Regions from separate parts of the Mus musculus genome. Here all the other regions are linked to region 1. Evidence: chromatin contacts called from public HiChIP or PLAC-seq data. All regions are on one chromosome and are shown on one strand. The core of a region is the stretch at or near the end of the contact, and the rest is flanking DNA. Distances in the headings are between cores, read along the strand shown.

Region 1 (2,919 bases), core at 329-2,828:
AGTCTTCAAAACGTGTTCATAGGGTTGGAGCATTGGCTCAGTAGTTAAGAGCATATGTACTGCACTTGTAGAGGACCCAGTTTTGTTTTCCAGCATCTATAACAGGTATCACAACTGCCTGTAATTCAATTCCACAGAAATGTAGTGCCTCTGGCCTCCTCGGGCATTGCAACACTCATGTGCACCTGTGCATACATACATTTAATTAAACATAGACTAGATTTTTAATGTACATGGGTCTGATGAGGATAGGGTAATGCATAGGTAAAGCCCTTAAATGCATCTCTAGAGCTAAGAAGGCAAGTGCTGTGCTGCAGTCAGATCTGAAGTATGTTTTTTAATGGGTTAATTGGGGAGTAATATGGAAATGCTTTAAAAAAAATGATTGTTTGAAGCCCGTCTTATGTTAGCTTTGGACGCTTGTGGGAAATAGTATAAAAGCTTAGGTTCTGGATAAAAGAACATCTGAGTGTAAGTTTGTTCTCAAGGACTGAACTAAGCTCACATTCCATTGGGGAAAAAGTAACTTATAACAGGTAGTTGTTTAATAGTGTATATGTCTCTTATGCTTCATAGATATACCTGTGTAATGCTGTAAAGTGATCTGGAGAGATGGGTATGATGACTCAAACCTGTAACCTAGTACTTTTCAGCTCTAACAGAATGGCTGCCACAAGTTCAAGGCCAGCCTAAACTACAAAGCAAAACCTTGTCTCAAAAACAAACAAACAAACAAGCAAACAAACAACAAGCCAGGCAGTGGTGGCATACACCTTTAATCCCAGCACTCGGGAGGCAGAGGCAGGTGGATTTCTGAGTTCGAGGCCAGCCTGGTCTACAGAGTGAGTTCCAGAACAGCCAGGGCTACACAGAGAAACCCTGTCTCAAAAAAACCAAAACCAAAACAAAACAAACACAAAACCAAAAACAAACAAACAACAAAAAAGATCCTTAATAGATACCAATGGCAAATTAGTAAAAATATGTCCTTGTACGGGATATAAGAATTATTTACATGGGCTTTTACTGAATATGACATATTGACTATAAACATTTGCACAAACATTTGAGCAAATCAAATCACAGAGAAGTTTACAGCATAATAATAAAGTCTGGCTTTCTTTCTTTGAATGTACCTGGTCTTCTCATTCTGAAATTACTGACTGCATTGAAAAGGCTGTGCACAGGAGCACACATGGAGAAAAGTGTAGAGCAGAGACTGAAGGGAAGGCCACCCAGAGACTGTCCCACTGGGGATTCGTCCCATATGCAGTTAACAATCCCAGACACCATTGTGGATGCCAAGAAGTGCATGCTGAAAGGAGCCTGATCTGGCTGTCTCCTGAGAGGCCCTTCCAGAGTCTTACAAATACAGAGGTGGATGCTCACAGCCAACCACTGGACTGAGCGTGGGGTCCCCAATAGAGGAATTAGAGAAAGAACTGAAGGAGTGGAAGGGGGTTTGCAACTCCATAGAAGAACAACAATATCAACCAACCAGTCCCCCAAGAGCTCCCAGGGACTAAGCCATCAACAAAGGAGTACACATGGCTCTATCTGCATATGTAAGCAGAGGATGGCCTCCCATCAATGAGAGGAGAGGTCCTTGCTCCCATGAAGGATCAATAGATGCCCCAGTGTAGGGGAACTGAGGGTGAGGAGGTAGGAGTGGGTGAGTGGGTGGAGGAACATCCTTTTAGAAGCAGGGGGAAGAAGGGGGGGATAGGGGGTTTCCGGGAGGGAGGGAAACTGGGAAAGGGGATAACATTTGAAATGTAAATAAAGACAATATCCAATTAAAAAAAAAAGGCTATATGAAAGGTTGGGGTTTGCTATATTTCCACTTCACAAAAATAACTGAAAGTTTGATATGTTGAAATAGAGAGAGAGAGATGAAAATTTGCTACCACTTCTGCTGTGTTCCCTCTACAATACTTCTCTACGTGAAGAATCATGTTCGAAATAAGTTTGTGGGCTCATTAGTCTTTTTTTTTCCTTAAAATTGATTTATGTATAAGTGCTCTATCTGCATGTACATCTGCATGCCAGAAGAGGGTATCGGATCCCAGTATAGATGGTTGTGAGCTACCATGAAGTTGCTGGAAATTGAACTCAGAACCTCTGGAACAGCAGACAGTTCTCTTAATGGCTGAGCCATCTCTCTAGTCCCTCATTTAGTTTTCTTAAATTTCTTGAGCCATCTGGGCTCTCTTAATTTTTGTTTCGAAATTTTTTGAATGAGATTGACCATATTAAAGGAGAAATGGCTTGTGATAGGAAGATTACAGGTACACAGCTACAGCACAGCAATGATGTGGGTTTCATCTATCAATTTTCATATAAGTAAAATATATCTTTAAATCTCACAATATTTATCTGACATCTTTTATTATAATAAATATGATCAAGTACTGCTAATTCACAATGATAAGCAAGCATTAAAAATAGCAGTTTGTGCCCTGTCTGGTCTCAGTTGATGTGTGGGAATGGGGTATGAGAAGTACTTCCCCTCCTCAAAAGAGAAGGGGAAAGTGGAATGAAGGGTGGGGTAGGACTTGTGTGAGGGGTACTGGGAGGAGAGAAAGGTCTGATAATGGGTTGTAAAGTGAATAAATAAATGAATTTTTAAAACTGGTGGTTTGAACAAATACTTTTGAATTAAAATTTGTTATCTTATTCTTTAAAGTATTTTTAAAAGTGCTGTTGTGTGGTGATTTGGATGTAAAACAGTACAGATTGACACACTCAGAAGGTCAAGTGTCTGACTTCTTTTGGCTCTCCTAATTTTCTTCCTATGTGATTTTCTTAATATTTTTGTATCTGGATTTTCTATTTATCTTACATATAAAAGTTTCTTGTCATCAATATGAACTAACCAGGACCCCAGAGCTCCTTGGAACTAAACCACCAATCAAAGAA
Region 2 (3,024 bases), core at 74-2,573, 540 kb before region 1:
CAGAACTACCAGGGAAGGGAAAAGCATTAATAGTACTAATGTTGTATATTCTTTCCAGTACCAGAGGCAAGCTTTACTTACAATTTATTATCTTTAGAGACACGTCAATGAGTAGGGCACATAGTGCCAGGCAGTACTTCCAACTCGGGAGGTGGGAGGCAAAACAATCAATGCGAGGGAGCCAGCCTGTGTAAAAATAGTGAGAACTGGTCTTTGAAGAAGAAATACCGTGAGAATAGTTACTATGAGACTAAATACTGTGAGAATGCCTGTGAAATAGTTAACTAGGAAACAGTCTTAAGCCTAGTAACTGCAACAAGGTGTCACATAGAGGCTGGGTGAGGTGGCTCACTTGGTTAAGGCCTTTGCTCTGAAGTGTAAACACCAAGAGTTTGAGCATCAAGACCCAGAGGGAGGAAGAGAAGAAACTCCCACAAAAAAGACCCAATACAGGAGAGTCAAAGATGGTTCTTCCAAAATGCACTCTTCAGTATTTGAAAAATGTTCCTAGAAACCAATGAGCAGAACCATGGTATGGTATGGTATGGTATGGTATGGTATGGTAACCATGGATATTGTTCCAAGAGAGCTTTTTCATTCGGGAAAAATTCGTATGGCTTCGAATAATGAATTATAGACAGTAAGCAACCGGCGAATAAACGCAGATAAGTAGGCAGCAAGTTTTAAGTAAAGTAAATGTAATATACGTTTTTTCTTTTTTTTTTTTAAAAGAAAATCGATAAAAGAAGGGTTTTAGTATTTTCAATTCTCTGGGAAGCGACAAGAGCAGGTTTCTTTGCTTATCCAAATCATTCTTGTCCCATACTGAAGTCGGGGAAGCTGTAGAGAAATGCCGGACATGGGTCCAGGTCCTGGGGACAGCGGGTCCGGAGCGAGGGGTGCGCTTTCAGGACGCCACCAGCCTGGGACGCCCCACACCCCAGCACTTGCTCATAAGATGCTAAGCTGCCTACAACTGGCGCTCCGACTGCTACAGGGCGGGGCTTGCAGAATGGGCGGGGAGAGACGAGGTGTGCGGCGCGCGCAGCAGCTCAGGGCGGGGCGGGGCGGGGTGGGGCGGCGCGGGGCGGTGCGGGGTGTGGGGGGGGAAATTGGCGTCGTGCGCGCACGCGCCAATCACAGATGCCGCGAGATGGGTGCGCGCCGAGAGGCCGGGGGAAGTAGAAGGGAGGACTCGCGTCCCCTCTTAGCCAATCGCTACGCAGCGCCTCCATGACGCTAGGCTCTCCTGGGCGCCAAACGCCAGTCGGCGGGCCGGGTGGGTGAGGGCGCCGGGGTAGGGCGCGGGGCCGCGCGGGGGTGGGACTTCCGCAGGGCCCCGGAAGTGGGATCTGTGTGTTCTCATGCGAACGGGAAGGAGCGTTGGGGATCTGGAGTCTCGAGGTTGAGACATTTTCGGGCCCGAAAAAGGAAGGATCGGCTGCCGTCGCTGCCAAGTCCGCGCCCGCTCTTCTTTGCTGTCTCCGGCCCGGCCCGGCCGTGCCGCCTTTTCTTGCCGTCTCCCTCCTCGGCCGTCCCCGCGTGTTTTGCGCGGTCGCCGGGCACCGGGGCTGCGGCGACGAGCCCGCGGGCGGCCGGTCGGGCGGGGCGGGCGGCTGACAGGTGAGCGGGGCGGTCCTCGGTCACCGACGGGGCGGCCTCCCTCCGCGCCCCGTGCTCGGACCCGCGCCTCCACCAGCCTGTCACCGGGCCGCCATCTTCCCGGAGGGACGGGGCCAGTGGCGGGCAGGGCCGGGCCCGGGCGGGGAGGGGAACGGCACAGGGCCGGGCTGGGGCCGGCGCTGGGGAGGACAGAAAGAGGGGCAGTGCCGCGGAGGGAGCGGCAGGGCAGGCTGGACTGTGGCCCCGATAGCCCGGGGTAGGCTGGACCTGGGAGGACCTGCGGGCCGGGGTCAGACCTGACTGACACGGCCCTGGCCGGGGAGGACTGGAGCGAAGTGAGACGTGTGCAGAGTCTTCCCGGAGGCCGCGTCTCCCAGGCTCTTGGGGGTTTGCCTATGCAGCCCGAGGAGAATGGGCTGGGGTCGCAGGCCACCATCGCCCCGAGGGCAGGCGGGCGGGCCCCGGGGACCCGCAGTGCGGCGCCCGGGGCCTCGCCCCCCTCGGTCCCGCCGGAGACCGGCCAGACAGCCGCGCTCGCTGCTGCGGGGAGAGGTGGCTCATTAGGGAATCGCATTCCTTTAGAACCAGGAAGTTAGGATCCTGTTGCTCGAGTGTGTGTTTGGAATGCTGCTCCCTTTTCCCCCATACACTTGATAGACTTGAGCGGGTCCGACTTTGAGATAGTTAAGAAATAAAAATTAAATGTGAAGACTCATGGTAACCGGCCAGGAACCTCTTAACCACCTGCTTCTCAGTGGTGTATAGTAGAACATGAAGTTTGTTGAGTTGAGGTCATTGCATCTTGTGACTTTCAGTGAATGTAATCTTGTTAACCCCCTCGTTTTTTGGTGTAAGGTGGCTTTGAATTTGGACTGACTCGAAATGTGAGAAAACGACCCGGAGAAAAATGATCTCAATCTGCCTTCCATTCGCGACCTTCTCACTGGCGTTGGAATACTTTGTTTTAATCATAAACTGAAACTTTGAAGTTTTCCATAACTGAACAAACGGGAGGGCTTCCCATGGCTGCAGTGGAATTAGTTTGTAGCACACAGTCAAACAAGGGAGTTTTAAATAGAGGCAATAGCAACTGCATTTGTTTCTTTTAGGATATTTAGCTGCTTCCCTTTTCAAATTGAGTTGAATATTTAAAATGCACTTGCAGTTTGTTTTGAGTTGGTGTTTGCAAGACCACAAGAGGAGAAAAGGGTGATGGTTTTTGTTTTTGGTGGTCTTTTAGTATATTATGTGCAATTTCTATACTTCCCTAACTTGGTTGGCTTCTCTTATTTACAGTCAGGGTTAATTTAATTGAGGCTTTTTTTCTTCGTGCTTAATATACCAAAATCCAGTATTGTAATCAAATTGTACAAGAAATAGTTTAAGGAGATTTGTTGGGAA
Region 3 (3,171 bases), core at 525-3,024, 640 kb before region 1:
TGCATGGTGGCTCACGCCTTTAATCCTAATCCTAGAGGCAGAAATGTATAAGTTCCAGGCCAGCCAAGGCAGACAAAAAGAAAGCAAACAAACAAAAAAGAGAAAATAAAGTCTATGTACATTAAATATAGATGCAATTTTCAAATAGTGTTTTTAATCTGTGTTGGTTGACTCTGGATTTGAACTCATACAGAGGGCCAATTGGAGCTCACACTTCTCCATCATACTGCGGTGGGTATAAACACATTCAGTTATTCCTTCAGAAAATCCTTTTTTTTTAAGATTTATTTACTTATTTATTTATTATATATAAGTACATTGTAGCTGTCCTCAGATACTCCAGAAAAGGGCATCAGATTTCATTACAGACGTAACGTGGTTGCTGGGATTTGAACTCGAGACCTTCGGAAGAGCAGTCGGCGCTCCTAAACCACTGAGCCATCTCGCCAGCCCCCAGAATATGATTCTTAAAGACGCAGACTATTCTATGTGTTTCTATACACAGAACTTGGCACACACTTTACAAAAGCACCCCATACTCTTCAGATTGACTTTTTATTTCCCACCACCTATCTACACACATGCAAACTCATCTGCAAACAGACCTCCTTCAGGGCAACAGAGACAAAGGCTGCCTTTCCTAGGTCAATTATATCAACAAAGTTCCTTTGACCCAATGAACTCTATTTCCAGTGAAATAAAAAGTGTACGAGTTCCTTCAACATGCACTTGAGAAGTAGTGGCGACAGTCTCGTGGGCTAAAACAAAATGTGATTCCTACATGTAGTTTCTTTCCAATTATTACAAACGTGTGAAAAACGTATCAGAATGGATATCAGAAAGAGGAAGAAAGGAGAAATACAGAGACGTGTAAGGAAAACAACTAGTGGAAACATGGTTTTTGTCTTTTCAAGACAGGGTCTTTCAGAGATCCGCCTACCTTTGCCTCCCTAGTGCTGAGACTAAAGGCGTGCACTACCACGCCCACCAGAAAATACTAGTTCTTTACACAAGTTTTCAAAGCAAGCTCATTCAGAAAGGGGGATGTCGAAAACACCCACACTGCGGTCAATTTAACGATAGTGACACTGGTTCCTCTAACTGATTCTGCAATTTAATGCCCATGGCTTGCCAGAGAAACCGGTGTATCCTTTTAGGTTCTTTAGCCTACCTCATTCTCGACATTTGGGAGGAAAGCATCTTGCTACGTTACATAATGTGGGCCTGGCTACTTGCGTGCTTATAACCAATTGCATCTTTTAAGTCCAACGACAAAATGACAGCTACCTAAAATCTTTTTAGACCGTGACGTCACGAATCAAATTCTACTTAAAGGGGAGGGTACTCACACGACGCTCACCACTGGCCCCTTCAGGCTTCCTACCCTGCTCCTTACTGTGGCCACCACCCAGACACTTTGTCCCGTCGGCAGGCCACACAAGAATCATAGGCTCTGGAACGGCCCTGATGTCTTGGAGGGATTCTAGGGCTTAGGGTACCCAAGGACAGCAGGAGAGGGGCTTGGTTTCAGAGAGTGGGACTGATCTCCGAGGGTCGCGAGGACAAAGCCTAGCAAGCGGAGCTCCGCACTGAGGGCCGAGGGACTGCACGGTGTCCTCCCTCCCCCAGTCTCGGGGATACAGGCCTGGACCCTCCCTGGCGACTTGTCGGGGAAATGGAGATAGGCGGAAACGACCTCTGTCACCCCTACCTTGGCAGACGGCACCACCGTAATCTTCTTGAAGTTGTAATGCGCCATGCCGGCGGTGGAACGCACGAGGAACCAGGAGAAGCGGAGGACCGGACTTCCGCCGGCGGAGGTGGGCGGGACTTCCGCTATCCGGCGTGACACAACTTTGGCTGCCGGACTCAAGCGTTACATCATTTCCTGAATGTCCGCGAGGCGTGGCCCACGCGTCCGCCTAGACAGGCTTCTAGTCCCACAGCGTCCCCGCTCGGCCGGGAAGTCCGCCGCCAAGAGCCGCGGTAGAGATCTGCTGGGTTTAGAGGTGGGAGAGATAACCTTGCGGGGTGAAAGGGAGACTCCCGGCTGGCCACCTTGGCGGGGCTCTCAGGAAACACTGCCCTCACCCAAGCCGGCTTCGGGGCTCCAAAGGGTGTTTCCAGCCACCTCTGGGGACGCCGCGGCCAGAGCGAGTGACGAGCGGGAAGACGCAGCGCGGGGCTTCTGCATCACTTTGGTGTCCCTTGAGCAAGAAAGGCTGTCTGTCGCCTGGCAGTGTGGAAAGTTATTTATTCGAGTAAATTATGTTGACGGGGCTTCTGTTAATGGAGTAGACTGCATACTTCCAGGTGGCCCGAGTTTCCTCTCCTGACCTTGCAGTCTCGAGGTGGTTTGTGGGTGCTCCACCTTCACCTGACCTTCACCTGACATGGGCCAGTGAAAAAACTCTGCCCCCCACACAGCTGCCCAGAACCCAGGCACCAGACATAGACACAAAGTCTGATCCGTACAGACCTACATGGATTGAAGCCAACCTTCCCACTTGCGTTTTCCCTGTCAGTTTAATTAAGCCACCCATTTCTTTACCTTAATCCATCTACTCTTGCCTCATGATTATCTTTTAACTAAAAGACCCTTTCTCAGGTGTTGCCATCTTCTTCAAACCTTTCTCCCTATTTTTCTGTGACATCCATCATTCTGGTACTTGATGTCTAGAATGCAGTCTTCTTTGCTAATTTACCTTCCTGAGTCTCTCCCTAACTAGATAATCCTCAAGGTTCTTCCTCTCCTCAAAGTCTCCTTTCTCCTTTCTCCTTCACAGCCCCAGTGTGGACTACTTTGATAATACAAGTTGCTTTCAGCCTGGTGTCTTTTTTAATTACAATCAGACATTTTCAATCAGACTCCAGATATGTTAAATTGGGTATTTCCCAAGAGCATTTACTTTCTGCTTTTCTGACTAAATGCATCTCTCTGTGCTGTTGGAAAGGACAGTCTCGGGCTGGTGAGATGGCTCAGCGGGTAAGAGCACTAACTGCTCTTCTGAAGTTCCTGAGTTCAAATCTCAGCAACCACATAGAGGCTCACAACCACCCATAATGAGATCTGACACCCTCTTCTGGTGCGTTTGAAGTCAGCTACAGTGTACTTATGTATAATAATAAATAAATCTTTGGGCTGGAGTAAGCAAGAACTGAGTGAGGCTC

What was found. HiChIP or PLAC-seq counts read pairs in DNA pulled down with a chosen protein or histone mark.
Region 2: a contact with region 1 is called in an H3K27ac HiChIP or PLAC-seq map of embryonic stem cells, with 2.8 times the contacts expected there. The contact joins the promoter of Larp4b here to the enhancer-like site in region 1. A contact is called at or near these places in 8 of 39 promoter capture datasets (the 3T3-L1 cell line, the C10 cell line, cranial neural crest and 3 more) and 1 of 115 datasets of contacts at active chromatin or transcription factors (embryonic stem cells).
Region 3: a contact with region 1 is called in an H3K4me3 HiChIP or PLAC-seq map of embryonic stem cells, with 8 read pairs. The contact joins the promoter of Gtpbp4 here to the enhancer-like site in region 1. A contact is called at or near these places in 4 of 39 promoter capture datasets (the C10 cell line, hippocampal neurons and liver), 1 of 484 Hi-C or Micro-C datasets (the HL-1 cell line) and 3 of 115 datasets of contacts at active chromatin or transcription factors (astrocytes and embryonic stem cells).

Annotation. Positions count from the first base shown.
Region 1 is chr13:9,631,308-9,634,226 of GRCm38.p6, forward strand. The region is part of intron 29 of Dip2c (disco interacting protein 2 homolog C); the gene reads left to right. Among named protein-coding and RNA genes, the nearest start is that of Gm36423, 42 kb to the right of the region's middle. Within about 2 kb of position 1,579, at least 2 of the 459 cell types and tissues checked have an H3K27ac peak or open chromatin away from gene starts, as enhancers often do. A contact at or near this core is called in embryonic stem cells, where this site is marked.
Region 2 is chr13:9,092,558-9,095,581 of GRCm38.p6, forward strand. Larp4b (La ribonucleoprotein domain family, member 4B) reads left to right here and starts at 1,324. Exons shown (of 18, transcript NM_172585.3): 1 at 1,324-1,623.
Region 3 is chr13:8,994,238-8,997,408 of GRCm38.p6, forward strand. It overlaps Gtpbp4 (GTP binding protein 4), which reads right to left and starts at 1,775. Exons shown (of 17, transcript NM_027000.4): 1 at 1,712-1,775. The coding sequence starts at 1,759.